2 separate regions of the Triticum aestivum genome follow, and region 1 is linked to region 2. Evidence: chromatin contacts called from public Hi-C data. All regions are on one chromosome and are shown on one strand. Each heading gives the region's core, a stretch centred on a gene start, on an enhancer-like site or on the middle of the called end of the contact. The rest is flanking DNA. Distances are from core to core; before and after follow the strand shown.

Region 1 (2,700 bases), core at 91-2,590, 320 kb after region 2:
AGCTCAAGCGTCTTCACTCCGATGCCTGAATGATTTCCAAAGATATGGTCAGTTCTGCTTAGAAGATCCATTGCTCCTTCGTCCACTGTGGCTGCTTTTCCAATCAAGCCCAGTTCTTTCATGCCGAAGGTGAGGTTAGGATAGTGTCTCCAGGAACGTCGAAATGATCGACACACGCACGCAGCACGTGCTGCGTCTCGCAGCGGCATTAGGCCATGTATATGATGCACGACATCCTGCAGGCAGAAGCAAGGGAGGCGATCAGCGCATTGGCATCATAATATCAGAACGATGGCGTCAATAACCAGTAGTGGGGCAAAAAAAAACGATCCATATGTAGTGGCACTATAACCTTGTGTTAAGAAAGTGGACTAGAACATGACTGGTCAGTAGCTGGTTAGAGATGATGCATGTTTACTTCTACAGTAGGACAATGGCATCACTAGGCTAATAGTGCAACATTCTTTTCTGGAACACAAACTTGGTGTGGTTAACCAACTGAAATAAAAGCAAGCTTGACATCCGTCTGAATATTTGGCACCTCACTAACAAGGTCTAATTCAGAAGAGAAACGATGTTGCAATTCCTTTGACCGAACAGAACTGGAATAGTCTGGGAGCATAATATACAGTCAAAGCAAACTATTACTCCCTTCGTCCCAAATGATAAGATGTTCTAACTTTTTTCTGAATTGAGTGTATATAAATACGTTTTAGTGTGTCTGTTTGCTTATTTCAGTCCATATTTAGTCTATTTTGAAATATCCAAAACATCTTACAGTAGCGAAAGGAGGTATAGTAGGTACCTCGGAAAGGCTGTTCCATGAGCTGATTCCATTGTGAGAGTTTGAACCGGTGCGGTCGTCGTCGCCGTCATCTTGTTGGCAGGGTGGGCACTTCCGTTTAACTGCCGAAGAACCCGAGTCGCCTGAAATACAGTGAGGGGTTATGATTGGGAACAGACAATTGGTCCCTTGAGAATAATGACATCGAGATTACGGCACCCTGCCGCGACATGACCGAGATCCAGAAGTTTCAGCTCTTGGGCAATGGCATCAACAGTTTTTGGAATCACTAGGTCGCAAGGTCAAATCCACACCCACGTTTGTAGGAGGAGGAAACCCTCCAAATTCGACGACAATGCCTACATGACTCGAGGATCAGCTGATAACAAATTAAGAGGCCGAGGCGAGGAGGAGCTAGCTTACCGCGGGATTGGGCGGATTCCGCCATGGCCGGCACGATCAAGGCGACCGGAGAGAGATCGCGGCGAGGAGCCAGCCGCACGCCTTGGCTGCTCGCGGTTCCCTCGTCAAAAGCAAACGGAAAGGCGCTCGTACCCTCCGTCGATGCGATCCCCTTGTGTACCTGGCGTTGTACTAGTACCGTACAGATAGCTCGTGTTACAGACGTAGCGTTGCCTGCTAGTATCTTCGATTTTTTTTTCAACCAATCTGTGATTGGATGGTTAGATGAACAGTGGTATCCCCAGCCGCCAGAGTTCAGATCTTCCTTAAAAAAACACCAGAGTTCAAATTCTGGTGCTCGCATTTATCCTGGATTTATTTCAGGATTTCCGGCGATGTGCGTTTAGTGGGAGAGACGGTTTCCTTGGAATACGAGTCGCCTACGCTGACTTCGTAAAATCTCAAGATGATATGCCGGTTCAGTCTCTTGAATGTGCTCATAGGGATAGGATGTGCGTGTATGCGTTCATAGAGATGAGTGTATGCGTGTATATATGAGCGTTTGTGTCTGTACTGATGTTCAAGAAAAATAATAGTATCTCGGATTTTTCTAATCAACGAAGGAAGAATATTTCTTTTTTAATTTGTGTGTTTCAGCGGTATACGTCTATCACTCTTACTACTACTCGGTCATTGGAACGGGACAAACAAATAACTGCGCATTCATTATTTGTATAATTTTAATAAGATTGTGTACTCAATCACGATGATTTACTTATCATTTTATTGTTACTGTGACAGCATACAAAAAAAATGATTTTATTGGTTTTAAAGAATAGGATTTTATTGCTAAGCCAATAAGACGTGGGCTTACCGAGGCAGTTTTTAGATAGAAGTAGTGAAAAAGCAGGAGATGGAGGGGAAGAAATCAAAACAAGGATGGAGGGGGGGTACCCAGCCAATAAGATGTGTAATCCCCAATCCACCTTTCAATACCGGGGGATATCCTTGTGTAAGTGAACAGAGTGCTTTTGTGCCCGAGCGCCTGATCATCTATAATATTTTGATTGTGTGTCTAAATGGATTACCACATACGGATGTATATAACATATTTTAGAGTGTAGATTTACTTATTTTGCTTCGTATTTAGTCATTTGTTGGTTGTGTGTGAGAGTGTTCAAATGGATTATCGAGAAAGAAAAATATCTAGGAACGGATGGGAGTATATGATAGAACCGGGCTGTCCTACTCAGCTTTAGCATCATCTTTGTTTGTCTGTTATGAACTGTGTCACTTCTGTCATGATAGAACCGGGCTGTCCTACTCAGCTTTAGCATCATCTTTGTTTGTCTGTTATGAACTGTGTCACTTCTGTCATGTTTGTTGTCCGTAACATGAAGGGGTTGCAAGTGATCACAGTCAGTATTTCATGGCAATTGTTCAGAAAATTTGTTAACAATCCACAGGAGTGCTAGCGCGCACGTACAACAAATACCCCTGGTGCTCCCGAGCTC
Region 2 (2,700 bases), core at 107-2,606:
ATGGAAGTATCAATTTGTCTTTTCCGAAGCCCATGTGTATTTAGTTTGTCTCAAACTTTCAATGGTACAAGATTCCCGATAGAAAAGGTTCAAATATTTACGGCAAAGAAAATATTAGATGGAATAGAGGTGGCATGTTCAGGTTAATTAGGATATAAAGAAAATACATGACTGTCGGAAACATAAGAACCAAAGCCTCCTTCATTCTGTCATTGTTTTGCCTTATTATTCTAGCCCTAAAGTTATATGCCACTTCTTCTCGCAAAAGAAGTAGTATGGCACTTCCACTTGCAAAAAAGAAGCGATATGCCATTTCAAATGATAGTAAAGCGTAACATCCTGGATCACTCGAAACTTAGTCCAGCACAGACCTACGGAATGGTATTTGTGAGCAAAAATGCAGGCTGTCCTTTTTCATAAGATAGATTCAACTTCACTACTATATTGCTAACAACTTGGTTCCAGGTACTATATTTATGGAACTGCAGCCTTTGGTCTTGTGTTCAAACTAATTTGCACTTACAATTTATTGTCAGGCATCGAGAAAAAGCAGAGCTTGCGTCTCAATGCATTGAAGAACGAATATTAATTAGAAGCCTAAGAGTAGGCCGAAACAACCGGCCACGAATAAAACGGCGTCCAACGGCTGACAGACACTCGTTACAACCGACAGCAATGTATTCTATCCTCATTCAGCATGTTACTCCTACCTAGTCAAAATTGTACTAAAAATTAACTTCTCCAGCATGGGTTTATGTACAATTGTTTATGTACATATGAATTCTGAAGGATCAAAATTGAACAAAACATAAAGCGCATAATCGTGAAGTCTACAATGGCATCTTTCGTGTTCTCTAGAGAACTCCATATGCTGAAGTGGAAAAGCAAACTTGGAGGAAAACCATAAAACTGAATGGTGTGCTCCTCCCGTTGTGCACAAAGAACATTGCCGCTTTCAGACATTATTAAAAGGCAAAATTGACTCACCCCACTGCATCCATTGCAGTTGCAGGTTCGGTCTTGACGTTGAGCATGGTTCCTCAGTGCGCGGCCAAACGCCGCCGGAACCTCCTGGAAGAAGGTTAGCCGCCACGCGAGCCCGCAAGAAACTGAACGCGTTGGAGAAAAAATGAACACTCGGATTACCGCGAACAGAACGCGAGCCGGTTAGGGTTCGTCACCAGCAAACCTACCGAATCGAGCCCGGAGGGGTGCCAACTCCACTCCAGTCCAGTGCCACGGGGGAGAAGAAGCCGACGGCGGGGCTGATGGGGAGAAATTTCTCGGGGGTGGCGAGCTTCGGCGGAGGGAGATGAGGGGGGCGCTGTCGCGGGGGGCGGTGGGGATGGCCAGGGGGGAGTGAAGGAAAGTCTGGGAGTCAACTGGGAACTCGCTTTGACCCTCTACGAATTTGATGGGCCCTTCTGGTCAGACTGGCAGCACCGGGGTGAGGTCGCGTTTCCAACGGCGTACTCGTAAATGGTAAGGTAAAAAAAAAAAGGAAACGACGTAAATGGTGAAGAGTAAAGTGACAGCGTGGTGTATGCGCGCATTCTTTACTCTATTTTGTTTAAATTGGCAATTTGTTATCGAATACATTAATGTTCTTTTTCCAGCTTTCGTCCCCGCTGTACAATAGACGTGTGCTAAACTTTGAAAATCATAAAAAAAATCTTTAGATTTGAACTTCTTTTATAAAAAAAACTACAAGCATTAAGCAGAAATCTCAGCACTCGGAATTTGAAGCACATCACGCGCATGCAGTAGAAATCACGAAGATCGAAATTTGGATCCATGAAAAAAAAGGCTACCTGATGGAATCGGCCGTTGCCGCCGCTACTTGCACAACATCGTCCTTGCTCCTCCGTGGCGGGTTGCTTGTGGAGTAGGGGGAGATCTGGGCTCCAGGGGCATCCAACGCCAGCACCACCTGTCTATGAAGGGAAAGGGCGGCCGCCGCTGCTCTTCCCGCCTCGGCGTTGCTCTTCCCATGACGAGGTGGGCGTGACATGGAGAAACTTGGATGGGAAATCGGGGCCTCGGCGAGTAGTAGCCCCTAGACGAAGAAGAAGAATTGGGACAGATGCAGGACGGGGTCGGCGGCGAAGGGTTTTCTCGAGCAGTCCTGGGTTCGCTCTCACCCTTGTCCAGTAAAGCGGTCTATTTATGGTGGGGGGTGGGGGAATCTGGGCTTGAGTAGGGCCGTGCTAGTTTGTGTGGTACCCATTTACGGTCCAGTATAACCAAACATGTTCACGAGAATCGGGTAACAATGTAACTGAATGACGAGTAACAAAAGTTTGAACCAAACACGTTCCAAGCGTTCTTGGGTGTGAGACACAGAGGCGAACACAAGAAGACAAGAGCGCCCAAGAGTAACGAAGGAACTCATATGTACCCACTATTTTGAAAACATATGAATAGAAGAAAAAATATCGAAACGTCAACATGCTAGATTGTACCAAAAAACCAAAAACATCATTTGTTGAGGAGAATCGTTTGGATACGTCACAAGAAACGAGCAAATAAAGGTAATAGTGCTTGATTGGCAAGAAAAATATAAAAAGGTACATTGGAACTTTCAAAGGATTTTTTTTCACCGAGCTACCGAAGTATCCTGGCCATCCCCCTCATCGCCGATGGAACCAACGTGGGATGCGGCCATGCCTCTCCTTCCTTCGCATATACATGCCATCGGAG

Evidence for each region. A called contact is a pair of places that touch in the nucleus more often than the background predicts.
Region 1: a Hi-C map of leaf shows a contact between it and region 2, with 3 times the contacts expected there. The contact joins the promoter of LOC123112288 here to the promoter of LOC123112284 in region 2. A contact is called at or near these places in 2 of 5 Hi-C or Micro-C datasets (both in leaf).

The regions. Positions count from the first base shown.
Region 1 is chr5B:433,940,648-433,943,347 of IWGSC CS RefSeq v2.1, forward strand. It overlaps LOC123112288, which reads right to left and starts at 1,341. Exons shown (of 5, transcript XM_044533240.1): 1 at 1,208-1,341; 2 at 806-927; 3 at 1-236. The coding sequence starts at 1,232.
Region 2 is chr5B:433,621,216-433,623,915 of IWGSC CS RefSeq v2.1, forward strand. It overlaps LOC123112284, which reads right to left and starts at 1,357. Exons shown (of 5, transcript XM_044533236.1): 1 at 1,194-1,357; 2 at 988-1,109. The coding sequence starts at 1,034.